Regions from separate parts of the Mus musculus genome. Here all the other regions are linked to region 7. The links are chromatin contacts, called in public Hi-C, HiChIP or PLAC-seq and promoter capture Hi-C maps. All regions are on one chromosome and are shown on one strand. The core of a region is the stretch at or near the end of the contact, and the rest is flanking DNA. Distances in the headings are between cores, read along the strand shown. Region 1 holds the start of Tmco3 (transmembrane and coiled-coil domains 3). Region 2 holds the start of Upf3a (UPF3 regulator of nonsense transcripts homolog A (yeast)). Region 3 holds the start of Gas6 (growth arrest specific 6). Region 4 overlaps 1700029H14Rik (RIKEN cDNA 1700029H14 gene). Region 5 holds the start of Tfdp1 (transcription factor Dp 1). Region 6 holds the start of Rasa3 (RAS p21 protein activator 3). Region 7 holds the start of Cln8 (CLN8 transmembrane ER and ERGIC protein).

Region 1 (3,757 bases), core at 729-3,228, 1.6 Mb after region 7:
GTCAAACTCCAGGCTACTTTTCATTTGGCACAGCAACATCAATACTTCCGGCATAAGAATCACATAAATTCCTAGGCGTGGTGATTCAGCCTTATAGTCTCAGTCATGAGTTTATTAAGAAGAAAAAAAACCCTCAAATCCATTTTTGAAACACAATGTTTACTACTACATAACTAGGCTACTTTCAAGCATCTGCTTCTCCTGCCTCAGCCTCCAAAGTAGAGCTCTGCTCTCTACAAGATGATATAAAAAAGGAGAAATGGATGAGACAGCAAAGAAAAGTCTCAATGGGAAAAATTACTGAATTAAAGCCTATCTATCTATCCATTCATCTTTCTATCTATGTATCTATCTATGTATCCATTCATTTATCTATCTATCTATCTATCTATCTATCTATCTACCTACCTATCTATTTTTGAGGCAGTCTTACTATGCAGCCCTAGCTGTCCTGGAATTAGCTATGTAGACTAAGCTGGCCTCAAACTCGCAGAGATCTGAGTCTCTGCCTCCCATGTGCTGGGATTAAATGTGTCTTCTTCCATCAGCAAAGCCTATTTTAACTCTAAAGTACATTTTAAAAGAGCACCTGTACCCACATGAACATAACAGGTAGCTGCCAAAGATGAAGCACTTCAGTAGCCGGCCAATCCTTGAAACTACTTTGGAAAAAGAAATAGAGAATATAATACAGAAGAGGAATAAGATGCCATGCACCAAAGGAAGATAAGTCAAACAGAGGCAGAGCAAACAGCCTATATGACTTAGAACCAATGAACCATGGCTTCTTGGTGGTGCCCAAAGGGCTGTTCAAATAGCTACTTTATTTGTTCAGGAGGTGCCAACTTAAATCCACAAAGAGAGGAGACACAGAGCCTACTCACTAGCCAGCTGCTTGTTCTTTTTTTAGTTAGGGAAGCCAAGGAGGAGAAAAAGATCTATGAAGAAAGAGGCCCTTTCATCAGTAGCAAACACTTCTCTGGTAAGTAAGCAAATCTACATTGCACCCCAGGAAGATGAGATGGATGCTGACAATAAATAAACGAGAGGTTAAACCCACTGGGCCAGAGTGACCTTCCCTGTCACTTTCAACTTACTTGATTGGTTTTACCACCTAAATTAAGAAATTAATGTGTAAACCATCTTGGTTTGATTGTTGACTCTGCCAACCTCCCTGGCTGTATAAGCTTAAGTCAAGTGTTGCAGGGCACCCACATCCCTTATTGAAAGAGACAATCTTGGGGCGTCTTTCCAGGTTTATCTTTAAGAAGAGGCTGTCTGCGGGCAGCCTCACGGGGCGGGACAGAGAGACTACAAAAAATTACAGGGAAGAACAAAAAAACGGGAGGCTCGGGGAGCTGAACCTCCGAGTTTAGGTGAAGTCTTGGAAACGGTTGTCTTCCCCCATACCCCGAAAGAACTTCTAGGAAAAGACCCTCCACCCCCTGGAAAGTAGACAAAGGCAGTCTCCTAGGAAGGATCCCCTTTGGAAGAGACAAACCAAGAAGGAGCCCCGGGTAGGAGTCGCCAGGATTGAGCAACCCGGATGAGGACCCCGGTGGAGCGCATCTCAGGACAGAAGTCCCGCAGCTGCAGAGCTTACCCCGATGGAGGAGGCCGCTCTCTGGACATGCGACCTCAGCATCACTGTCCCCGATCGAGAGTTCCCCGACGCAGCGAACCTCAGGGCCGCCAAAGAATTGCCCTCATCTCTTTCCTGGCCTCGGGACCAGGACACCGAGGACGGCACCGCCCTCTTCTTACTTCAGGCGCTTCTGACGCGCAGCTGGAAAGTAGGTGCGGCTCCTTTAAGCAGGCTGCCGATGGACAGCTCCGTCGTCCTTCGCGCGGCGCGATGCACGCCGGGAACTGGAGTCCCGGGAGCCGGCCGGCCAGCCAGCTTCCAGAGAGTGCGTAAGCCTAAGAGCCTCAGAACAGCAACAGCCTCCGAGAGAGGTTACGATGTGACCCAAACGCTGTGCCTCGGAGCTGAGGGGCGCCTGTCCACGCTGCACGCGGAGAGCCGAAGACGGAGCGAGCCCCCCCAGTCACCTGAAGGGAGCGTTCGAACACTGCGCCTGCGCAGAGCGCCTGCTGCTAGCCGCCGCGGCAATCGCCTGCGCAGAGGAAGAGCGGCGTGCGCTTGCGCAGAAAATTGAAGTCGCTTCGGCAGCCTTGGGGAGCATGGTAGGTGGCTAGCTTTGCGCTCTGCAGGTGCGGGCCAGAGCCGGGCGCGGAGGTCACCTCTCTGTGGCGGCATTAGGATAACCGAACCGAGAGGCCGGGCGTGCCCGTCGTGGTGTTGAGGGAGGGCGCGGTTGACTTGGAGTAGCATGGTGTGAAGAGGGGTGTGAGGAGCCCAGTTGGATCTCCGGGGAGGGCAGCGGCGCCGGGTCAGCTGGGTGCTGACCGGACCGGAGGGCGGGACGGGGCTGTGCGACGGGTGACAACCTGCCTGCTGGGCGGAGCCGTCCCGCTTCTGAGTGGACAGTGACGCCGATTGGGGCGGAGCTGGCAGAGCTTTGAAGCCGTCAGCCCGGGGAGGTTTGTGGAAGAGGTGGAAGGACGCGATCCCCGGAAGGTGGTGCGCAAGGCTCCGCGGGGTTAGCATGGTTTGCGATCCGCTCAGCTCTCGCCGCGGCGAGGATATCCCCTACTCGCCCGCTCTCTTCCTGAGATCAGGCTGGGAATCCTGGAGGCGGGGAGGGACCGACTGGACGCCCTGGAGGTAGAGGAGGGTTTGCCTAGTAGAGCCGTGCAAAGGCCTGGACCGCGGGAGGACGCCTGACAGTCCCATTCCTTGGGTCTCGGGGTAGCCTTGCTCCGAGAGGATGCAAGCGAATGGGAGCCGAGGAAGACAAGTTTTGTCTCTGTCCTGGGAGAGATGTCGGCTTGGCTTGGTTTGCGTAGAGGAAACAGGGGAACTGAGGACCGAACCCTGGGGAGGGAAGAGGGGATGGAACCAATACCGAGAAGGACGAGGCTGGAAAACTAAAAGGTTTGAACCTAGAAATCAAGAAATAATGGAGAAGAGCTGCAGAAAGACTCCTCTGACCAGCTGCTAGCAGACTTCAGCGGCCAAGCCACTCACCTGCGCTCTTGGACAGGAACGTCACTGGGGAAGGAAATGTTGGGAGGCTCAAGATTTGGGAACACTTGGACTTGATGCCCTCATTTCCAGGCTTGCACATGGCAAAGCACAGTCAATCTGTAGTGGGCCGCAAATCTGTTTGAGCAAATGTTTGTCCTATGAGCCCTTTGAAATTGACCATAAGAGGAGGTATTTTGCTAAGTGTCTGTGGAAGGACATTTTACAGATGCTTTCTAAAATCTTATATGGGAGCACTCTTGTGCCTAGGTTGTGTGTTATTCTTCACAAGATAACATAAAGTGTATGAAACTTTTCGTACCAGCTTCTGTTGTTTGGAAGGTCCACTTGTCCTGTATCTCTTTACTGATTGTCACCTGCTGAAACAATTCTAAACAGCTGCTGTTGTATGTGAGGAACTGTGTTGAGCTCTGTGGGAGACTATGAAAACATAAATCAGTGGCTACGGGCACTTCTAGCAGCAGTCTACTGTAAATTTAGTTTTGAAACATCTGAAATTGATGCAGATAAGTCATTGGAACTGTTAGGCAGAGAATGTCCCCCTAAAAGGTTGTCCCTGAAGGAGTTCTGCTAGTCTCTTCTTGATGGTCTTTTTTCTAAGTGTAATATTTTATTGCAATTTAATTGACCAAAAGCGTAAAGTAAAAT
Region 2 (3,605 bases), core at 627-3,126, 1.1 Mb after region 7:
TTAACTGAAACTCACTGACCTTTATTGCCAATGAAGATATAGCCGTCAAAACGGTCTCTGAACAGCAGGATGTCATCAGGGTTCCTAAAATTAATGTATGCTCTGGAGTAGACATGAGGATAAAGGCTGAAACCGAGGCAACAGTGGTTAGTAAAACGGACGGCCCTTGATTCTGCCTTATCTCCTATGAATAAGCAAATACTTTTTCATGCCCGAGAATCACGTCTCAGTAAATTTTAACAATTTGGATATTCCTTAGCAAAAAAACAAAACAAAACAAAACACCCCGAAGATAAAGCAACCATTAACTGAAGCCTTAATTATCCAGGACCGCCTCTTCTGTACAGAGCCAAGGGTAAAATACTAGACTCCAGAAGTCACCATGCCATGGGTACTTTTAGAGCCATTTCTGGTACATCTGAACAAGAACGAGACTTGTCTAGGCTCCTTCATGGATGACATGCTGTATTTTGAATGGGTGTCAGACCACGTACCAAGGAAAAACTAAATCATTCTCCCCGTCTCACACACAACTCTTTTCACAGGTAGGAACGATTCCATTCCATTTCACAAAGAATACAGAAGTTTAGAGAAATCTGTTGTTCGTACAGAGGGTGCAAGTTACAAGCTGGGACCGGAATTGCACACCGAGTAATTGCACACTGTTCTTTTAGCCATTTTTCTAAACTTCAGCCACCTGAAAACCACCTGTGGTTTTTCAAAGGATACCCATTTAATTATTCATATTTTTATTAGAATAGACTTTAAAAAAAATAACAAAACAAAATTGGTATCCCAAAGGAAAGCGTATATGACACAAATGAGAAAGAATACCATAAAAGGATATAAAAATAAGTATCGTGGAAAACCCACGAATTCCTGTGGCACTGACATCTGCTGCTTAGGTCAGCCCTGCGTTGCTCGCATCCCCACAGGCAGGGAACCTTCTGGCTGGGTGGTGGTGCAAGCAATGAGAGATTCCACTTCTCAGGGCTCAGTTACTGGTCCCTCACTAGGGAAAACACTCCAGACTCAACGTGTGTAAGGGATGCAGTCCGGTTTTGCTCATCATACAGTTTATTAAAAGCTACGCCGAGGAAGGCATGGTAACGGGCTGACGAGGTGACTTGCCCGCTCCTAACGTGGGCGTGCACTGACAGCTGGGAGGGGACTGCAACTGCGAGCGCCCGCGGGGTCCTCCATCCTTCACCAGTGGGTGTCCCGCAGCAGCCCTCACCTGAGGTCCGCAGCCACCACCTCGAAGTAATCGTGCGCCGGCAGGGGGCGCAGTTGCTCTTCCAGCTGCTCTTTGGTGAGGCCCGGGGGCAGACGCCGGAGGACCACCTGGGATGACCATTGCGTTCACTCAGGTGCTGCCGCCCGCCACGCCCACTCAGCCTGAGGTTCCCCGGAGCTCGGGGGACCGCGGCTCCCCAGCTCCACCCCGACTCGCTAATCCTAGTCCAGACTGCTCGCAACAGCCCGCATCACTTCGGAGACTAGGCTCCGCCCCTGAGATGAACAACCCGCCCCGCCCTCCCCAAGCCCCGCCCACCGGGGGGCTTAGAAGCCGTCCTCTCGCGAGACTTGCGGGCCCCGCCCCCACCTTGCTCAGGGCTGTCCTCTTCTCCTCGCGAGGCTTGCCGGCCCCGCTCTCACTTAGGGTCGGGGCCGGAGGCGCCGCCGACTCCTTCCGCGGTGACTCGCGGCGGCAGTGGGTCTCTGAGCTCGATAGTTTCTCCCTCCAGCTCGGGCCCCGCGCAGCCAGGGCTGCGCCTAAGCCTCCGGCCCCCTCTTCCGAGCGCATCCCCACCGGCCGGCCGGCCGCCGCCACCTCCGCGAGAACGAAGCCTCGCGAGGACTAGGCAGCCCCTCCCTTGGAATTCGGTGTTCAGTGTCCCCTCCCCGGCCCTGACAGGGAAGGGGCGGTGCCAATGCTGGCCCGCGCCTGTAGGGGGCAGCGCGGCAGTTTTTAAAAGACAGCGGACGTCCTAGAACGGCGGCGACGGTGAAGGAGATCGGTGCTGCCAGCCACGCGGAGAGCAGATGCTCACTCCGGACGTCCCGTGCGCTGCTGACCTGCGGTGGGGACTGGGAGCCCCCGGTCCACCCGGAGTCACTGGGACAGTACCGAAAGTAAACCCGTCGCTCTCCTCGCCCCACTCTGCCCTCCGCCTCCCTCCTACACGTTTTCTCTGTTGAGACAGGGCTTTGTGTAGCCTTGATTGTCCTGGAACTCACTCTGTAGACCTGGCTCTCCTGGAGCTCAGAGATCCTCTGCCTCCTGGGATTAAAGGCGTCTGGCTTTTTATTTTTATTTTATTTGTAGCAGATATACGAACAATACAGTTTTCCCATGTGCTCAATGATGTATAGCACCATTCTCCCTACGTTAATGGTAAAGGAGAATGAGAGATTTTCAGAAATCGATCGTGGCACTCCTGAAATGTGACGTTTTAAATAAGCCAAAGACTCAAAACCGTTTAGGTCTGCGTCAAACAGGCCTCAAACATCGAGAGTTCTATAAAAGCCTGGGCAAGAGCGGTTTTCCAGTATTTCGTGTTGCAAAGAAAGCTAGGACTGAGCCCATCACTTGAACCAGCTCAGTTTGGAATAACCAGTTACACTGACCAGAAGTTCTGATAGCCTCTTAACCTTTATTAGGAAGAAAACACACGTGTGAGAGGCTGATAAAAATGTGGACGACGAGTTGTCAGGAAAAACCAACCCATACCCAGTTGTTAAGATAGTACAAGGTCGATGGATAGTAACTTCACAATGGAAGAAAGTTGGAACATTACAAGCTTGGAGCCAAAATTATCTCGGGCTGGCTTTTGCCCCCTTAAAGATAAAGCCATTGACTGTCCTCCTGTGTGCCTGACCCAACACCCTTTCACCTGTCTGGCAAACTGCTGGTTAGTTTATGTCAGCTTGACTCAAAATAGTCACTTGGTTGTGAAGAGGAAAGAGTTGAGGCATTATTTTCATCAGATTGGCCTGTGGAACAGTTTCTTGACTAATGGACGTGAAAGGGTCCCACAGCAGTTGGACCTTGCTTGTAATAAAGCCAATAAGCATTCTCTGTGGCCCTGCTAGTTCTTGCCTCCAAACTCCTACTTGAATTTCTTCTCTGATTTCCCTCACTGAGGGATGTGACCAGAGAGCTAGAAGAGGAACTAAATCTCTTCCTCCCACAAGTTGCTTTTGGTCAGTGTTCAGAGTGTAATGAGTTGTGGAAACATGAAAGATACCATTGAAAGAAGAGAGACATTATGAAGTATCAGAGGGATACCAGGGATGTTCTTGTGATATTTGGATTAAGAATCTACCTTTATTGGGACAAATAATGATGGTTAGCTGGGGATGAAGAATCAGTTGTGATTAATAAGACCAGCATCATCAAAGTGCAATTTTCTGGATATACTTCCTAAAGGTCAGCACACAGACACTGCAGTCCAGATGCAGTCAAGGCTATCTCAAGCAGGAAACCTGACTTGGTAATGTGTACCCCACATAGTGGAACTGATTGTGTAGGCATGAACGCTGCAAGATTTAAGAGGTCACAGAAATGAGCTGAGATTGAAACTGGAAAGAGCCAGGAGAGG
Region 3 (3,676 bases), core at 455-2,954, 1.4 Mb after region 7:
CCTGAGCTTATTCCTGACAAGAGAAGCAACCAGCTTTCCTTTCTGTAGCCAGATCATTCGCAACACCCCAGATGGCTCCAACCTCCTGCCCTGTGGGGCTGAGCCTCACCATTTCCATTGCAGGGCACTTCAAATGTGAAATATTTACCCGGGTCGTTTCTTACAGGTTTCCCATGGCTGCCTTGGAAAGGGAATTGTTTGTTTGTTTGTTTGTTTGTTTCATTTGTTTTGTTTGTTGTTTGTTTGTGTTGATGACTCGGTTGAGTGCCCTCCATCCAGCCTTCCACTTCCCTCCACATTTGCTTCCTCTTTGCTCTGTTTTCTAAGCCAAATCCAGGAGGATGCTCTCTCTTCATTAAACCAACGGTCTGTATAATGTGAGGCATCTTTACTGGGATGCCCAGCAGAAAGAATGCACTGGGAATGTAGGGGAGACTGAGGTCAAGGCTAAAGGAAGCCAAAAGATCTGGATAACTCCATCGAGCTGAGGTGGTGCTGGGTCCTGGTTGTCTGAGTCACGACCACACCATAGAAGCCAGAGAAGCTGTCTCTCATGGGGGGAGGGGGGAGGAAGGGATTCAAGTAACTAGAAAAATCAAATCATCTTTCCTCCAACCTTCCACAGGTGTACAGGCAGCAGCAACTGCAGACATGCAAACCACCTGACCTCCACCCATGCCCGTTCCTCAGAACCTTCAGAAATGGCGGACCTCTACTTGGCTTGGAATGAGTGTTCGTGAATAACCAACACCACTTTTGAAAACAGTGTTCCTTCTTAAGAAAGAGCAGAAAATTAATACGGCAAATATTCATTCCAAGCACATGGTGTCTGTAGGCCTGGGGCAGCCTTAGGAAATTCGGGGTGCTCTCTGGCTTCTGAAGTTCTTGGCTTGGTTTCCTGGGAGTGCCGTGATTCTGGTCTGGAAGCAGGCACAGCTTATCCAATTTTTAATTCCCTTTCAAGATGATTCCCATGGCAGTCATTTCTCTGAAATTAAGATATTTGTTAGCCCCACCTTCAAACGGATGACCTTAAAGAAGAATTCCACCAGTATTGACCTTGTGTGCTCCCAAGAATCTGGGTTGCATTCACCCAGAAAAGAGGGGGAGGGTGACTCCTTATCCTTTTCTATCAAAATGCTGAGGTAAGGATGTCTCAGGAACATCTACCCTATTGGGTTTTGGCAGGCTGCTGCATATCTGCATTCTGTGATTGGTCTGCAAGGTGTGTGTGTGTGTGTGTGTGTGTGTGTGTGTGTGTGCATCTATGACCTTGCAAAGTGCCCTGAGACAAGAGCCAGAAAGCTTTGGTACTGGAAAATACACAATGCTGCTTTCAGCCTGTGGTGTGGAAATCAGATTTCAGAGGGAATAACATCTTGCACCGTGGACCTCCACGCCACTGGGTGTGGCCACAGTTATTGTTTCCTTAGTGGATGTTGCATCTCTTTAGAAAATGTGCCCAAGAATGAAGATTCCGAAAACGATGTCTGCAGAGGAGGATAGAAAACGGTCAAATTGTACCTGGGCAGATGCCCAGATACAATTCTCCTTTCATTTTACCGCATTCTAGCAGTGAAATTTTGAGGATACTGGAGTCGAACCAGTCAGCCTGCCTTGCCTCACCCAGCTCGGCCCCGCCCCCAAAGGCCCCGCCCTACTCACACTAGGCCCCACCCCCACCCGCCCTAAGCCCCGCCCTCACCCGCTGCCTCCTTCACGGCCCAGAACCGCAGCGAGCGCCGGGTGCGGCGCTGCCGCCGCAGGGATGTGACCTTCACCGTCGCTTAGCCAGGATGACCGGAGCCCGTGTCTCGCGGCGTCCGCGCCTCGCTTCAGCCTCCCGGGTGCTCTGACCGCACGCTCCCGGCTGCTAGGCTCCCCGGCACCGGCCTCGCCATGCCGCCACCGCCCGGGCCCGCCGCCGCCCTGGGCACTGCGCTTCTGCTGCTCCTGCTGGCTTCCGAGTCTTCTCACAGTGAGTACCGCAGGGGTCCCCCAAACCCACTACCCCGTGGTGTGGGGCTCCAGGCCTGTACCCCGGCGCAGCATCCTGGTGCCGGGTACCCCAGACACCCTGGCATCCTGTCCCCGGACCTCTGAGCTCTAGGCATCACGGACCCGGAGCATCCCAGACACACAGGCATTACGATCCCCAGCATCCCAGACCCCCTACATTCCAGCCCCGAGTGGGTGTAGGTTGACCGTACACCCTTCTTTCTGCAGCTGTGCTGTTGCGGGCGCGTGAGGCGGCGCAGTTTCTGCGGCCCAGGCAGCGCCGCGCCTACCAAGTCTTCGAGGAGGCCAAGCAGGGCCACCTGGAACGGGAGTGCGTGGAGGAGGTGTGCAGCAAAGAGGAGGCCAGAGAGGTGTTCGAGAACGACCCCGAGACGGTGAGCGTGCGCCAGGGGTCGCGGGGTGGGTCCTGGGCGTCCCAGAACCCATACTTTTGGGGGCCGCAAGTTCCGACTCCCACCCTGTGAGGGTCCAGGAGACCCGGGGACTGTCGAATCCCAAACATCCTTTCTGGAGATGTAAGGATCCTTGTGTGGACCGCACCACCACGTGCACCCCAGAACTCTTAGACACTGAGCCTTCTTCGCACCCCCTTGCACTTCTCCATTCTTGAGCCCAAGTTTCTCAGTTGACCCACAAGTCCTCTCCTCTTCAGGAGTAGAAAGCGTATCCTTGAGTGGGCTCCACTGAGATCCCTTCAGTAGACTCTGAAACTAAATCTTCCCCTACCCTCGAAAAGAAAGTACCCGTGGGAAAAATCCGCAGTGATTTGAAACTCAAAGGCTTCCTAAGACTGCCAGTCCCTTTATTGGATTGGAGGTGAGGGGTGGGGCTCCTCTTTGGTCTTCCTCCGGAGGGACCCAGGGTTTTCCTGAAAGAGGAATTGAAAGATCTCAAAGCTGGAATTGCTTGCTGCAGCAGGTCCAAAAATACGATGGCTGGAATTGTGCTAAGAACATGCATACGGGCGGGTGGGGAGCAACGTGAGGAAGAGGGCCGGCACCTGCCTCTGCAAGGGCTGTGCTGGCCCAGGACAAACTTCTATTAATAATGTCCTTGGGGAATGGAGCAGGCGTACAGCCAACTGCAGCCAGCAGCCTATGTATGCACAGGACTCTCCCCAGAAGGTGCGCGTGGGGGCTGAGTGGATTCATGAGGGGAACACACCCCAGCGTAGGGCATGCGTGAGGTTGATTGAGATCTGGACTGGCCCACGGGTCTCCGTAGTGATGCAGAGCCCCCCCCCCACTCCCCCCCCCAACACCTGCCAAATCGGTATGGTTTCACAATGTTGGGTTCCGCTGGCATTTTCCCTTCAAAGAATTCTTCTGGGGTGAAGTAAGGATCACATGATGTTAGGATGGCGCTGTGTGAGCCATTGGGGCCTTTGCTTTGACTTGTGTCTAATCGGCTGACTGGACAATCCCTGTCAAAGCTGCTTTCCTGATAGCGGTGCTACAGCTGTTGAGTGTCACCATAGCTGCTTTGGCACTGTTACCCAGTGTGGAAGCCAAGATCAGGTGACAAGCTGTGCCCCACCCCTGCTCCCCCCTCCCCCACCCCACCTCCCACCCTCCCCTCACCATGGTGCTGCCCCAGGCATCTACAGCAGGATGGGGCAGATGGCTGATCTTTTTCTACCCTTGCTGCTGCTTCTCTG
Region 4 (3,594 bases), core at 1,018-3,517, 1.3 Mb after region 7:
TGGCAGCCAGCCAGCCTTCCCACAATTCCCCTCTATCCTCCACCCACATTGCTGCTGCCCCCATAGGCTTATTGGTCCAAACACCAGGACTGAGCAGTGGCCACTTTCGCCTGTCTGATGGTGCCCTCTGGTGGTTCAGATTCTCCAAACAACTCTGCTTTCAGCCCTAGGAACCAACTCTTCAGGACCAGCAGGCACTCCCGCTTCCTGGCTATCACAGAACTTAAGAGCCAGCTAATTGTTCACTAAAGGAAACAACACAATATGAACACATCGCTGGAGTTACAATGTCGTATGTAGACAACTTCCAGGCCACAGCTGGAGAGGAGAGGGGACAAAGTCACCTCAGAACTGGTCCTCCCTGCACCCACATCCTTAGACCTCAGGTCCTGGGCCACAGTCCTCCTTAGTACCTCTACTGGAAGCCTAGTTCTCTCAGGATGCTTGGGTAGGTGAACTCCCCAGTCACCTTCCCATGTGACCCCTCAATCACCTTTCCATGTGACCCCACATAACACCAATCAAAGCAAAACAATTCCTCAAACATCTGAGGCCTAAGTACCTGGACTCATCAAGGACATGGTAGCCATAGTGAGTCCACTGAATGGAGGGTGGGGTGGCTGAAGCTTGACCTTCATGGGCTTCTGGGGTTGCCATGGTCACAAGAAGGCTTAGGATGGGGTGAGAGGGTCTGCTGCCTCCCCCACCCAGAGCAACGTCCTATTGGGTTCATAACTGACGGGAGTTCAGGATATGTGCCTGCAGAGAACCCAAGCTGGGTCCAGGTTCCAGGATGGTCCTGATGGAATTCAGGCTCACGTTTGAAAGGCTGAGAAAGTCCTAGGGCCACTGGGCAGCTCGTCCTTTGTGGCAGGAAGTTGCTTAGAAGAGTTAACTGGTGCATCTACAGACATAGTATCATGGGTGGCTGCTTTGATAGACAGATGGGCTCTAATAAGCACTCTAGCCCATGAGGCGGAGTCTGGGCGGTCCCCTCTTACAGGTGTAGAGGAATGGGAAGTTCCCAGGCAGTCAGACTGTGTTACTCCCTACTGTGAGGCTGAAGTGGCGAGGAGTCTTGCATAGCCGGAAAGAGCATGCAACTTTAGGGACATGAAAAGGTGTAGCCTAGTATGGTCCATTTGATGTCCTGGAGTCTGGCAACCTGTAAGCTTCATGGGAAATAAGAATGGCACCCATCATTCTCCTGGGTAGGGACACCTGGGGAGTTTGCTAGGGAGTTAGGGGTGCACTGAGGCTCCAGTAGGTGGGTCTTATCTGAATTCCAACAACTTTCTCAGCATCTTCCCTGTGTGAGCTTAGCTTTGGGGGACATTTTCAGAGCTCAGCACCCTGTGACCGCAGCTGACAAAAGTGACCTGTGGCATCAGGAGCCTCCCCAGGGGCGAGCAAATGTTCTATAAGGTTAAGACAAGCTGTCTCAGTGAAGGAGCCCCCAGTTTCAGCCATCTTGTTTGGGTCTAACAAAGCTTAAGGCATCTTCAAGGGTGACCCCTGCTTTACAGATGGAGAAACTGAGGCACAGGGAGAGGACAGGAAGCTGAGGCAGAGCCCAGAGATTGAGCAGCACTGGGGTGGAGATACATCCTCACGGGGTACCGACAGGCTCTCCCCACCCCTTCTCCTGAGTTGATGATCTTTCAAGACAACTTGGGCCCCTCTCATAACCCATCCAGTCCTGGGGAAAGATCTAGCTCTTCTCTCAGCGCCCATGATGGGGAAGACTTCCTTCTCCAAGGGCCTCCATCCCACATTCAAGAACCCTTGCTTCCAAAGAAACCTCGCCCATGAAACTAGTGCCCCTCCCAACCCAACGCATCTGTTCCCAGGGAGTCCCTGTCTACTCTACCAGCTCATTTTCTAGGGCTAACAGTGCCATCCTTCGGGTTCCTATCTGTGGCCTCAACTAGCCTGAGGCTAAAGAGTTCAGCCTCGGCATAGCCCCAGGCTGTCTGAGGGTGGATGAGAGGGCATAAGTCCCTGGGGAAACACCAAGCTCTCAAGGTTGAGCCACTTCACAACACAGTTCCATATCTGGTCAGTCTGACTGTGAGCTCAGTCTTCCACCTTCGTCTCCTACCCCACCCCCGGCATCCAGGCAACTTGGCAACAAAGTTCCCCAAGTCCCGTGTCTGTCTGTCCCTGGGAAAGAGGGGAGCCTCCGGATTGAGAGCCGCCTCAGGGAAAGTCCCCAGTCAGCGGCTCTGCAGAACCAGGTTGTGGGGCAGGCCCAGGCATGCTGAGACATGCCTGCATGCAGCTCTCCCAGAGCTGCTCTCTCCACAAGCCTGCCTGCCTCGCCTCCCACTCGGGTCCTCTGAGGACTGGCTGGCTGATCCTCCCGAGTTTGCTGCCAAGTTTCCTGCCTGAGGTGGGAACAGTCACAGATTCCAGGAACAAAAAGGGGACCTGAAATGCTAGTTAGACCTAGAATGGACAGGAGTTAGAGGAAGCCCGAGCCGCAGAACTCACCACCCTGCAGGGTACCCGCCAGGGCTTGAGGGTCACGACTCTGCAGGTCCTTACGTTAGCCTGGCTCAGCATCTGCTTAGTATGGCTTGTAGTTTCCCAAGTAACCAGGAGAAGGTAATTTTTCTTTCCAGATATGGAGGGATGTGTCTCACAGCTGGCTTTGTGAAATGCTGTTCCGTCTCCCCCACCCCCCCCCCCCACCCCAGTCTGCAGCTCAGACACTCTGACTGGGAAACACCTTGAATGTCTGCAGCCAAGAACATGATTAGTGTTTTAGGCCAAACATCCACTGACAGGATGGCCACAGTGAGCAGGGTGAACCGACAAGGACGTCACTCCATGCATGCATGGGGGTCAAGGGATACTAGGTCCTTCCTTGGTCCCACAACCTCCGGCTGGCAGATGGAGAGCAGGGAGCCCAGCAGCTATAGACTCTAGGTGGCACTGTCCTCCAGGAAGGGGGTCCCCTGAACTCTCTGTTTGCCATGAGTGTGCTACCCCAGGAACACAGTGAAAGATCTCAGTTTTGAGATTGGGACACCCTGACATGGAATGTTCTTTTGGGCAAGAAGTTTATTAAAATTAACATCATGGATATAGGACAGGGGATCTAAAGAAAGCCACTGACATGGGTGTTGGCGACAGAACTCAACTCCTCTGCAAGGATCCTCTCTATGCGTTTCTAATGGCTGAGCCATCTTTCCAGACCTTATTCCAATCTTACTTACAAATACCTTCAAATTACACATTACATATCACTCACTGAACATATCGCTATCATGTAGAAGTGTAGGTCACAGGCTACCAAGTGTTAAGAGCTCAAGCAGCTAAAAGAATCCTCACTGAGAGGTCTCAAATTTCCTAACGCTGTGACCCTTTAATACAGTTCCACATGTTGTGGTGACTCTTAACCATAAGCTTATTTTCGTTGCTACTAAATAACTATAATTTTGCTACTGTTATGCATCGTAAATATTTCTGAAGATAGAGATTTGTTGAACCGGCGGGTGAGGAGGTTTGTCTTAGGCAGCTGCAGAGTCTCTGCAGGATTAGATTGTGACACACCGGGTGGAGGTCTGTTGAGGGCACTGGGGTTGAAGC
Region 5 (3,755 bases), core at 1,049-3,548, 1.5 Mb after region 7:
CAGCACTGGCCTAGCCACACCACAATGGCTAACCCCAAACCGGCAGCCGGACAGGAGCTCCTGACCACTTGCCTCCCCAGGGGACACTGCACACAGGAGTGTATAATGACAAACTAAGATGACTGGGCTTGAGTATGCTGACTCAGTGAAACTACACCATGCCATGTGGCCTCACAAAGGCACGGGAGCCAGCACCCCGTTTACACCCATTCACCAAATCTAGCTACTTTGTAGGCATGCGCTGGGTGGCATGTCTCTCATTAGGGCACTCGTGGGGACGGAGTCAGGACATGGATGTACATAGACAACAGATATAACGAGATCAAGCCAGTGCCATATGTAGTTGTGACTTCAGGTGACCTACACAAGGTCTCTCAGGGTGAGACATGACCCCCCCCCCCCCCCGGCCCCCAGGAGCAGGTCCGGTGCTCGATGACCAGAAGAGGGTCTGTTCCATGCGGGCCAGTCAGGACAGGACTCCGCACCTGCACCACGGTTCCGCTACACCTGGGCACAACTCTAGCTGATGCGGCATGTCTGCCTGCATTTCCAGGGCTGCACAGAAAAGGCATGAATCTAACAGTCACAGAACAGTGGACACTGAGGAACACTGGAACGGACACGATCAGTGTTGGAGGGAGTTAAAGCAATACTGCAAAAATGTATGTATGTGACCAACAATACAGACTGTATTTACAGCCTTAAAACCTAATTGTCCATACCTGTTTCCCAAAAAAACTTCAAAACGCTCGGTAGCTTCGTGATAAATATGAAGCTAAACCAACCAGCATTTCCACGGTGTTTCATTAATCACCAAATGTCATCTTTCTGAGAAAAATGTGCCCAAACAAGTAGTTGGGATTCAATCCATCAAAGCTGGATTACGGTCTTACGTACTACATAAAACTAGTACAGTGTAAGTTCCATGTTGACAGCTCTCCTGTGTGGAAACCCACTAACAAACAACACCCTCTCACACACTCATAACTGAGAGATGTATTAATTTTTTTATTTTATTTAAGCAGTTTAGATAAAGAAAAAAAAATCAAGACATCATCATCAAACCACGAAAAAAAAAACAAAAAAGAAAAAAAAAACGTGTCACGCTTCGGATGACAAAGACCATTTGTGCAGAGGGGAGACACCCACCTAACGACTCTCGCCATCATCCCTCATCTCCATCCCAGCTCCTGCCTGTAAAATGTCTTGGCCAACCCACTGCCACACACGTATGGCCACTCTCAAATAAAGGGAGAAAACTGCAACGAGCTGTGCCAACATGTCTGCAGCATGCAGCGACCATACTTACATCTTTTGCCATGTTACCAGATCCAGGAAATCAAGGCTTTAACTGCGTACCCTCCACAGAAGAAACCGTACTTATCTGGTTAAAAAAAAAAAAAAAAGAAAGAAAGAAAGAAAAGAAAAAAAGGGAGGGGATGAATAATGAATGAGAATGAGAAGAAATTTAACGCACATCGCATTTCAAAGGAAACATCTCCCCACCAGCACGAGGCAGAGGCAGGCCTCCAGGCAGCAGGGGCCTTTCTTGCACAATCCCGACAGGAGAGCTAGCCAAGCAGGTCCCACACGGGGATTTTAAGTCACCTCTCTAAATGGAAATGCTCCCTGCGGGCACCAGCAGCTCCCACCGGCAGCGGGGCCAGACCCCGGACCCTTGGCTGAGCGACGCGCAGCCGTCAGGCTCACCCCACCTGGGCACGCGGGCCCCGCCTGACCACAGGCCCCGCCGAGGCACAAGGCCCCCCACTTGGGCACACGACACTGCGTGGCTCCGCCCGGGCCGCGGCGGGCACCCCCCACCCCGGGCTGCCCAAGACCCCGAGGGGCCGCCGACCACTCTGACAGGTGGGCTCCCGGCCGCCCGCCCGCTCGCCCCACCTGTCACTAGGCCCAGCCACCAGCCCCGCGCCCTGGCGCGGACAGAGCCGGAGGGTGGCCAGGACCCCTGCCCGCCGCCCACGCCACGCCGCGTCGAGGCCGACTCCAGCTGAGGCTGGGCGGCGGGCGGGATGCGACCGGACGCGGGAACCGGGCTGGGGCGGGAACGGGGCCGCGCGCCCAGCCTGCGCCCTCCCGCCGCGACCGGCCGGTGCCCCCGCCACACCTGGCTGGCCGGCGGGGCGCGCGGGGCGGACGACGGGGGCGCGGAGGCGCCGGCCCGGAGGTCCGGCCCTGGCGGTCCCTGCCCTGAGCCAGCGGCGCCGGGACGCGGGCTCACCCTGGGCCGAGCGTCGGGCCGGCGTGACGTGCGCGCGGCGCGGTGACGTGGGCGGCGGCGGGCCCGCTGCGCGCAGCGCGCCTGCGCGCCTTTTCGCGCCTTCGGCGCCCTCCTCCTCCTCCTCCTCCTCCCGCCGCTCATCTCCCGCGCCTCTCGCCGGTGCTACCCGCCCTGGGAGAGGGGCGGGGCCTGCGCGCGCGTGCGCGTGCGGCGGGACCCGGCTGGAGACCGCCGACGCCGAACAGCGCTGCGCGCGTCTCCATGTGCGCTCGGAGAGAGGCCACGTGTGTGCGCGCCTCTGTGTGTGTGTGTGTGTGTGTGTGTGTGTGTGTGTGTGTGTGTGTGTATGTGTGTGTGTGTGTACACCAAGGGCCAACTGTATGCATATCTGTGTGCATGCGCAGGGAGTAGAGGGCCACGTGTTTGGCTCTGTGTGTGCGCGTGTACCACGCGCGCCAACGGTGAAAAGAATGTGGTGTGTGCCATACCTGCATGCACACGTAGGGAAAGGATCATGTGTGTGCACACCTGTGGATATGCAGAGTCTGACTGTATACACGTGTGTGTACATGGAGTATCAGTCGTGTGTGCACGCCTGAACATATATACAGAAGAGAACCCTCTGTGCAAACATATGGAAACCTATGTTAATGTCTGCGCACTGAAAAAAAGCAGGCGTGTGTGTACACATGAGAAAAAAGAGGTCAGTTCTGAGAGTGCTTTAAAGTACCTGCATGTGCACACAGGGAGAAGAATCTTGTTCATTTACACAGAACAAAGTAAAGACTGTTCGGATGCATACTGAACAATACAGAGACAAGATCCCCCACCTCTGCTCAACTACTGACCTCCACAGCCACATGCCCTGAGCCTGGGCTGTCAGTGATTCAGGGCAGGAAACAGCCTGTTAATCAGGTGTGTATGCATTTGCGCCTTTCACTTCAGAAACCTTCTGCTTCATCCCAAGAGGGGTCTGGTAGACCCTGAGCCTTGAAGACTCAGTCCATCTTAGAGGCCACTTCTTTAAGACTAAAGCTGGAGAGCCTGGGAGGAGAATAGGCTGGGGCTCACAAATCAGTCCAAATGGTTCAGATAAAATGACACAACGTTTCCCAAGAATATGGGACTGAAGAGCAGGGCAAAGTTAAGTACTATCAGAAAACTGTTAATGTGAGTGACCGGATTTTATTCTGGAGGAAAGGTCAATTTGACTCCCAAACTGACAGATCTTTCTCCGTTACCTGGCTGCCTCAGTCCCATGACTCAGCCCAACAGCCCTTCTTTAGCATCTGGCCGAACTGTCCGCCAGCAGCTGTCCTGTTTGAACACTGCTCAGCGGCTTTGAGGAAGCAGCCCTGCAACCACAGCTGCTTATTGCTGAAGCAGAAGAGGCGATACCCAGGCATGAGTGTGTCAATAGCTTGCACCAGAAATACCCAAGGCATGAGTGTGTCAATAGCTTGCACCAGAAATACCCAAGGCATGAGTGTGTCAATAGCTTGCACCAGAAATA
Region 6 (3,394 bases), core at 302-2,801, 1.2 Mb after region 7:
TTCTGCTTCTGTCAGTCCTTGCATCCAGGTTCCTGCCTTGACTTGATGATGAACTCTGAGGAAAATAAACCAATTCCTCCCCAAGTCCTTTTGTTGGAGAAGGGTCTACTACAGGGTTTCTCTGTGTACTTCTGGCTGTCTTCAAACTTACTCTGCAGATCTGGCTGGTCTTGAATCCAGAGATCTGCCAGTCTCTGTCTCCTGCACTGAGATCACCACCTCTCCCCTCCCCATCTTATTTATTTATTTATTTATTTATTTATTTATGGTTTCCAAGTTGTTTTTGGTCATGGTGCTTTATCACAGTACAGCAGCCCAGCTAAAGCAGTCTTTTGGTGATTTTGTGTCCTTCCCCACCACCACCCCCATCCCTGTCCAGTCATGTGCCTCCTACCCAAGTTCTCTACCACTAAGCTGAGTTCCTGAGCCGGAGATTCAGGGTTTTAGATGTGTTAACCCAGAGCGGCTCCCTCTCTTCCCAGTCAGAGCCTGTCTATGGCACAGCAGCTTCTGGAGGGTTCCAAATCAGCTTCTCTGGAGTTCCAGCACCTTCCTGGGTGTCCTGCCTATACACTGTATTTCTGCTCTTTGGCTGCTGGTGAGAGAGCTACCGTATAGCACCAAGGGATTTTTGTGTCACACCTTTCAGTTGGTGTATCAATGACCTAGCCTCCTGACTCCTCAAGCGATGCCACTTCCGTTTTCAGTCCTACCGAAAGGCAGGCCTCCTTCAAACCCACTGCAGAGGCTATCTCTACCGCCACTCCCCACCCACCAGGGCCTCTGGGAGACACTTCTGTGACTACTATAAGGAACGAGGGACTAGAGCTCTTGGCCCTCTAGGAAAGCTGGGAGTTATGCCAGCTGCAGGAAAAACTTAGTGGAGGGATCGGGGATAGGACCTCACAGTATCGTTGTAGAGATACAACAATTCTAAAGTTGCATACCAATCAAATTGCCAGTAAGCACCAGGTTTGAAGGTTCTGGAATGCTAAATTCAAGGGCCGCGTTGAGGCTGCCCAAGCACACCACAGGGTAAGCAGGGACTGCTTGCTGGGCACAGGGTCCACTTGCCCTCACTTTGACAGCATATCACCTTCTGATTTCTCCAGAGCGATCGGCAGGTGTCACTTTTCTCAGTCGCTGAAGCTGGGGCTAGAGGAAATCTTTTCCTTTCATACCTTTTGTTTGAATATAGCTTTTTAGATTTTAAGTGCGAGTCGGTCTTACGGGACCTGGCGGTCAAAACACAGATCAATACTCACGATCTCTCTTTGTCCCAGGTCCAGAGAGACCGGACCAGCGAGGGCTGTGAAGAGGGACCGCTTCAGGGGCACTCCAAGGCAAGTCCCTTCCGATCCCGCCTTAGAGTCCGCCTCCGCCTCCTTACAGACCCGACCAATGGAATGCAGTGTTTGACAGTAGGCGGAGTCGTACTACCCCACCCCATGCAGAGCCTTAGCCAATGAAGATCGGGGCTCTGGCGAAGGAAGGCGCCCGCAGCCCCGCCCCCGAGCTCTGCCAATGGAAGGGCGCGAGGCGGTGCACCCGGTCAGAGCGCGGACCGCAGCGCGCGGGGCTCTGGGGGCATCCGCAGCTCGGCTCCGTCTGCCGGCTTCTTCCCCTGTCTTGTCCCCCTTCTGCGGCCGCGCTGCCGGGCCCTCGCGCGTTGGCGAGGTCGACAAGCAGCATGGCGGTGGAGGAAGAGGGACTGCGGGTCTTCCAGAGCGTGAGGATCAAGATTGGTGAGGACCGCGGTGGCGTGGGCAACTCCCCAGACCCCTGTTCTTGGTATCCGGCCGGGCTGGACCGGCTCCTCGTGTTTCTCCGCCTAGACTGCCCGGTTCTCCGTGGCATTGCGGGGGAGGAGGGACCTGTATCAGGGGGCGTCTGTTTGTGGGAGTGAGCGCGCGTGGTTGCCTGCGTGTGTCCGTGTGCGCAGCACCGCTCCAGATCCCAGGCGCCTGACTTTACATGCACGAGCACGCGCGGATCCGTCTGGGTGCTCCCACTTCAGGGATCGGGTCTACTGATGTCAGTCTCCTGGTGTCCTCTCCACAGTTGTGCGCAGGAACTTATTTCCCAAGGAGGGGGCGCCCCTTCACCTTTTCGGCTGCTGCAGGCTTCGAGGCCGTGCACGCGCGCGACCGTGTGTGTGTGTGTGTGTGTGTGTGTGTGTGTGTGGTGTCTGCGCGCTGCAGGCCTGGTGATGGAGCCACCAGCACCTCCCCCTCCTTTCATTGAGAACTGGCCGTGGGAGCTGTGGCCGGCAGGCCTGGCATTCAGGCTGCTCTGGGCTGGTCGGGACTTCGGCAGCAACGCTAGGAACGGGGAGTGAAGTGGAACTGGAGAGACCTGGAGAGGACTTCCTGATTTTTTTTTTTTTAACCTGGAGATTTCGTTTTTCCCAGTTGTTTTTTATCTTGTGAGTGACGTGTGAGTCTACTTCCTTACAGTGGTTTTCTGAAGTGACCGTTACACATCAAGTCATTAACACACTGGGCAGGGGCCAATTTTCTTGGAAGGAATTCTGGGTCCTAGTGCACCGTCCCTGTAGTCTTTTCCCTCTGAACTGCGCCCCACATTACTGGCCTGTTCCCATGTGAAAAGGCCCCTAGTGGGTGGCAACAGTCACAGCCTGGTGTCAGTTGTTGATGACATTCGATGCTGTCTGAAGAATGCCAGCTACTCGCAATCAGCGTGTTGCTTCCTGTCCGCTTTATTTTGCTTTTGAATCATCGCCCGAGACAGTTTGATCTTTGGTTCAGAAGCGCTGCGGAGAGCATGTGGTGTTTGGGCTGGAGCAGAGGGCACGGGAGGGATTTCTCTTGCTCTTATGCCTGGAATTGCTGTCAGTTTCCATCTGAGGAAAGGGGCTGCTTTCTGTCCTCTGTGGGCAAAGACTACTTGTGTGAGGGTGGCCAGCTTCAGTTTCCTTCAGCCAGATCCTCTGACCAAGTGAGTCCACCAGGCTCCAGGGGTGCTGTGCCCTTTTGCTCAAGGATCTGGGGAGGTTGCTGTGGAATACTGCTGGGGCAGAATCAGGTCAGTTGGTGAGAAGGGTCCAAGACTTTCTTTCCCTTTCAGTACAGTGTGCTTGCTTCAATCCTAGCATCGGCTACTGTGCACACAGGGAAAGGTTTTAGTTCCATTCAAACAAAGAGGATTTCTTTTCCAGAATGACATAGTAAATAAGACAGGAGGGAAGGAAAGACTTCAGTCTGTCTGCCGGAATCGGGTCTTCACTAGGGGAGCAGCAGAGGGGACAAGTCAGAAGGTCCCTCCTCCGTTGCTAGACGTTGAATAAGGGTATGATTGGAGCCTTCATTGCCTCTGACTGCATAGGGGGATGGTGGCAGTGAGTGAGGTTGGGTAGAGGCGTCTCTGCCTTATC
Region 7 (3,545 bases), core at 626-3,125:
GACTCTCACATCTTAGCTCGGCACTCTCTGGTTACTCAAGGCAGGTACCCTCCCACACTGGCTGATACCCTTCCTTGACATATCATAGAGCAATAGATGGACTGTAGGCACGAGGATTCTCCTAACACTTTCAGAAATCACACACAGGCAGCTGGCCAAAGTATTTTCCCAGTGCCAAAAGACATGTATGCTTAACAAAGCTGAAAAGAAAACGTATAAGCCTGGAAATAGAGAACTGAAACCCGTTCTCCTCCGAGAGAGCCCTAAGCAATACCACGGGTTTGGGGGCACATGCTGAGTCAGTCTTTCTCTAGATAAAACGTTTCCTTTTTATTAACAGAAAGGAATAAACACACGGCAGCTGTTTACTCTGCCTTTGCCTTTTGCAGCACATCGGGCATGCCCCTCACTAATCCTGTCCCACGTGGTTCTCAGTGGCCTAAGAGAAACACTACTGGGACTTATTTACCTATCCACTAACTATCCTAGCCGGATTCTCCAGATTCTCACTATCCGAAGAGATTCGGTCCTGAATAGCACAGGGAGAGCTTTCAAGGTCTAGGAGCTTTGTTTCCATAACAACTAGCACCTAGAGGCTAGGGCGGGTCTACCAGAGCTTGGGTGGGTGTAGTGGAATCTCATATTTTCAGAATATCTGAGGTTTCCTTAATCATAGCCTTTCCCACTCTTCCTAGAGAAAAGTTTAAATAAAAAAATACAAAACACGGGAACAAGTCCAGTGTATAGCTACAGATTTCATACATAAACACGGTCAGAAAACAAATATCGATACCGACATGAATTCAAACAGTACTTAGGAGCAGCCACCTACTCTGTCATTCCGACGACTCTGAAAGCCTTCTAAAAGGGCTTAGGCACCCTTTTCTAAGGCAGCAGCACCCTAGCCCCAGGACCTCCCACGGTGTGCTGAGAGCTAGGGGTCCTTCCTATTCCCGCTCCCCTTCACTAAGTGCTGACACCACCCAGTCCTACCTCGCGGAGATCTGACCAACATCGCCTTTCACCCTCTGGTCCCATGATGATCCACACTCAAGTTCCTCATCCCCTAGCACTGTACAGACCTAGCCCAGCGACCGTGGTCCATCACTTTGCTGCCCCAAGTTCTCTTGCGACCCAGGTCGACCTATCCAGTCGGACCCAGTCTGAATCGTCCACCCGCGCCCACGGTGGCCCAGGACCTATACACCAAATGGAATGCTTCCTCCTCGGGTGGCCAAGCAAAGACTGCGCTGCTGCAGGCAGGTGTATACAGGGTGCCCTTCACGTCTCACCTGCATTCAGGTGAGCAGAAGGGGGGCGCCGCCTCTTGGTCCATCAGCTGCTTAGACTCGCTGTCCCAGGAGCTCCTGAGCCGTAGACACACCTCGTGACCGGAGCCAGATAGAATACCGGTCGCTGAGTGGCACTGGAGACTAGGGCCCCACGCCCATCTGTGTCCCCGCCTCAGCTGGGCACCCCGCTTTCAGGCCATCCCGCCCCTAGCACCGGAGAAATCACCCACGACAGTGTCGCGCGCTGAGCAAACACTATCCACTGCGCACGCGCACTGCTGAAGCCCTAAGCCTCGCCTCCCTAGGACGCTACCAAGGTAGACTCGGGGGGCACGAGTTGGGGTAGGATCATCCCATCCAGCGCCATGGGGGTGCCTGGAGCAGGCTACACAGTTCGCAGCGCGCTATGCTAGATTTGACTATCGTAGCTCAAGTTGGTGCTGGGACCTTAAGAGTGGTACGGAGGGATCAGTGGAGGAATTCCTCAACCCCCACCCCAACTGACCTTCCACGATCCTCTGTGTGGACCGTCCCCCAAGACCCTCCTACGTACACCCCTTCACTCCCTGTCCCTTCCCTCTTTCCTAAGTCCCTAAGGCCTCTGACGTCAGAGCGCAGAGGTGAAACGCAAGCGCACGCGTCTCCTGGTTGGTGCTGCCAGAGCTCCAGGCGACTGCATGGAGTCGAAAAACTTGCTCAGGCCGACAAAATGGACCGCACTGTGTCCCTTGCTACAGCAGCATTGTCTTCCAGGCGGTGGTAACCAGCTCCTGTCTGCACAAGTACAGTTCGGGCTTACGGTCCCTTAGGAAAAGGTGGCTGTGAGGCGTGTGCAGAGCTACCCTGTGCTCCTGCTAAGAGCCGAAGCTAATTCAGAGCCAGCATTATGAGAAGAGCAAAGACCTCCCGACCCATTCCATGTACCTACTAACCAAGCGGGGCTGGTAGGGTAGCGGTGAGAGGTGCGGAATCAGTCCCCTCTCTCTGAGCAGATAATCAGCACTTAGTACCCTCATCTACCTAGCATAGCAGGAAAACCAACCTGGCTCGGGATTCACGTCTGGCCTCAGCACTCCTTGTGCAATGTCTGCTAGTCAGGTGCTTGCAATTGCCTGGCCCTTATCTAGACAGGGCAATTGCCCACCCTACCCTGGATTGCAGACAGGTGGCCACATAACAGAGTCCTCCCTAGAGCCCTTTATCATACCATATCTTGATAATTAACAAGATAGCTGGTTTAAAAGACTAGAAGGAATAGCGTCCTGTACATACCCACCCTCCTGGTTCTGATATTGTCTCTGAACACCCAGGAATTGCAACATAGTTAACCAGGCCACCTGCAGAAATACCTTTGAGAAACATCACACAAGATGGATAGAATGGCTAATGAGCTGTGACTTCAGCCCTGTGCCCCTGTGACTTGTGATAAGGGTCCCTTTACAGCAAAGATTTTACACCGACGTTCAAGTTCTGTTATTTTCCTGAGGTTTCATCAATATTTGGTGCACCCCAGAGTCCATGGTTGGCACCTTAGTTTTTCCACTTGGCTGGTATGAGCAATAACATAGTTTCAAGACCACCCTAAGCTGCTTGAAACCCTGTGTCAAAATAACAAGAGAGATCTGGGTGTGTAAACAGCGTTTAGTAATACTGACCTTTGGCCAGGTGGAGATAGGAAGGTCAGGGGTTAAAGGTCATCTTCAGGGAAGGAGTTGATTTTAAGGTCAGCCTGGGTTAGACTGTTTACAAACACACCTTTCCTATCTGACCGCAGTTCCTGCATCATCACCTGCAAGTTTGCACCCCAGGCACTGTTTCCATCTGGCCAGCCTGGCTGGATGTCTCCTCTAAGCCCTCCTTAAGCCTCTCTTGTGTCAGGTTCCCACACCACACAGCTCACTCATCCATCCAGATGTTACAGTTGCCTGTCCCAGGCACTATGACCTCGACTGTTAGTCTCAGGCAGTTGCCCTCTGTTACTGTGTCATAGGCCGTTTGGAGAAGGCAAACTGGAATGACTTTAATGGAGGTGGGGGGGGGGGTTAATTTAACCCTCATTTCCTGGTAGCAAAATGTACTCATTGCGATATTTCATTGTTTCTTCAAGAAGACATCTCTTTCTACCATGCGAGTCCTGGGTATTAATGTTCAGTGTGGCATGCCCAGAAATACACACAAATAAAATAATAAACAGATTATTTTTTTCTTACAAGGCATTAGCAGGTAGACAATAAGAATTCTCTTGCCAGGTAT

Evidence for each region. Promoter capture Hi-C pulls out the DNA fragments that hold promoters and counts their contacts. Hi-C and Micro-C count contacts between places; a contact is called where the count stands out from the background. HiChIP or PLAC-seq counts read pairs in DNA pulled down with a chosen protein or histone mark. Capture Hi-C pulls out chosen DNA fragments and counts their contacts.
Region 1: a contact with region 7 is called in a promoter capture Hi-C map of adipose tissue, with 4 times the contacts expected there. The contact joins the promoter of Tmco3 here to the promoter of Cln8 in region 7. A contact is called at or near these places in 8 of 39 promoter capture datasets (cranial neural crest, erythroid cells, hippocampal neurons and 4 more), 4 of 484 Hi-C or Micro-C datasets (CD4 T cells, CD8 T cells and erythroblasts), 1 of 115 datasets of contacts at active chromatin or transcription factors (astrocytes) and 2 of 9 other capture datasets (adipose tissue and embryonic stem cells).
Region 2: a promoter capture Hi-C map of embryonic stem cells shows a contact between it and region 7, with 5 times the contacts expected there. The contact joins the promoter of Upf3a here to the promoter of Cln8 in region 7. A contact is called at or near these places in 15 of 39 promoter capture datasets (the 3T3-L1 cell line, the HPC-7 cell line, cranial neural crest and 9 more), 1 of 15 datasets of contacts at CTCF or cohesin (embryonic stem cells), 6 of 484 Hi-C or Micro-C datasets (the G1E-ER4 cell line, Th1 cells, cortical neurons and 2 more), 13 of 115 datasets of contacts at active chromatin or transcription factors (the NIH/3T3 cell line, T-cell acute lymphoblastic leukemia, bone marrow-derived macrophages and 6 more) and 3 of 9 other capture datasets (adipose tissue, embryonic stem cells and liver).
Region 3: a promoter capture Hi-C map of embryonic stem cells shows a contact between it and region 7, with 4 times the contacts expected there. The contact joins the promoter of Gas6 here to the promoter of Cln8 in region 7. A contact is called at or near these places in 12 of 39 promoter capture datasets (the 3T3-L1 cell line, 3T3-L1-derived adipocytes, cranial neural crest and 8 more) and 5 of 115 datasets of contacts at active chromatin or transcription factors (differentiating embryonic stem cells, epiblast stem cells, extraembryonic endoderm stem cells and 2 more).
Region 4: an H3K27ac HiChIP or PLAC-seq map of embryonic stem cells shows a contact between it and region 7, with 8 times the contacts expected there. The contact joins the enhancer-like site here to the promoter of Cln8 in region 7. A contact is called at or near these places in 3 of 39 promoter capture datasets (hippocampal neurons, pre-B cells and stem cell-derived epiblast-like cells), 4 of 115 datasets of contacts at active chromatin or transcription factors (astrocytes, embryonic stem cells and pancreatic cancer cells) and 2 of 9 other capture datasets (adipose tissue and liver).
Region 5: an H3K27ac HiChIP or PLAC-seq map of extraembryonic endoderm stem cells shows a contact between it and region 7, with 6 times the contacts expected there. The contact joins the promoter of Tfdp1 here to the promoter of Cln8 in region 7. A contact is called at or near these places in 2 of 115 datasets of contacts at active chromatin or transcription factors (embryonic stem cells and extraembryonic endoderm stem cells) and 1 of 9 other capture datasets (liver).
Region 6: a Hi-C map of uterus shows a contact between it and region 7, with 10 times the contacts expected there. The contact joins the promoter of Rasa3 here to the promoter of Cln8 in region 7. A contact is called at or near these places in 3 of 39 promoter capture datasets (cranial neural crest, embryonic stem cells and liver), 2 of 484 Hi-C or Micro-C datasets (embryonic stem cells and uterus), 2 of 115 datasets of contacts at active chromatin or transcription factors (embryonic stem cells and large pre-B cells) and 1 of 9 other capture datasets (liver).

The regions. Positions count from the first base shown.
Region 1 is chr8:13,286,234-13,289,990 of GRCm38.p6, reverse strand. Tmco3 (transmembrane and coiled-coil domains 3) reads right to left here and starts at 1,978. Exons shown (of 13, transcript NM_172282.2): 1 at 1,604-1,978. Dcun1d2 (DCN1, defective in cullin neddylation 1, domain containing 2 (S. cerevisiae)) reads left to right here and starts at 1,865. Exons shown (of 7, transcript NM_001024504.2): 1 at 1,865-2,187. The coding sequence starts at 2,185.
Region 2 is chr8:13,783,886-13,787,490 of GRCm38.p6, reverse strand. It overlaps Upf3a (UPF3 regulator of nonsense transcripts homolog A (yeast)), which reads right to left and starts at 1,876. Exons shown (of 9, transcript NM_025924.2): 1 at 1,607-1,876; 2 at 1,238-1,344; 3 at 20-126. The coding sequence starts at 1,807. Gm46032 (a long non-coding RNA gene) reads left to right here and starts at 2,435. Exons shown (of 2, transcript XR_001778519.2): 1 at 2,435-3,605.
Region 3 is chr8:13,492,563-13,496,238 of GRCm38.p6, reverse strand. It overlaps Gas6 (growth arrest specific 6), which reads left to right and starts at 1,704. Exons shown (of 15, transcript NM_019521.2): 1 at 1,704-1,978; 2 at 2,227-2,393. The coding sequence starts at 1,900. It also overlaps a transcript of Tmem255b not described here.
Region 4 is chr8:13,547,689-13,551,282 of GRCm38.p6, reverse strand. It overlaps 1700029H14Rik (RIKEN cDNA 1700029H14 gene), which reads left to right. Exons shown (of 9, transcript NM_025601.3): 9 at 165-561. Among named protein-coding and RNA genes, the nearest start is that of 1700029H14Rik, 13 kb to the left of the region's middle. Within about 2 kb of position 2,267, at least 105 of the 459 cell types and tissues checked have an H3K27ac peak or open chromatin away from gene starts, as enhancers often do. A contact at or near this core is called in adipose tissue, astrocytes, embryonic stem cells and 2 more, where this site is marked.
Region 5 is chr8:13,337,294-13,341,048 of GRCm38.p6, reverse strand. It overlaps Tfdp1 (transcription factor Dp 1), which reads right to left and starts at 2,298. Exons shown (of 12, transcript NM_001291765.1): 1 at 2,243-2,298; 2 at 1,310-1,384. The coding sequence starts at 1,321.
Region 6 is chr8:13,675,744-13,679,137 of GRCm38.p6, reverse strand. Rasa3 (RAS p21 protein activator 3) reads left to right here and starts at 1,551. Exons shown (of 24, transcript NM_009025.2): 1 at 1,551-1,745. The coding sequence starts at 1,691.
Region 7 is chr8:14,886,866-14,890,410 of GRCm38.p6, reverse strand. It overlaps Cln8 (CLN8 transmembrane ER and ERGIC protein), which reads right to left and starts at 1,875. Exons shown (of 3, transcript NM_012000.3): 1 at 1,293-1,875.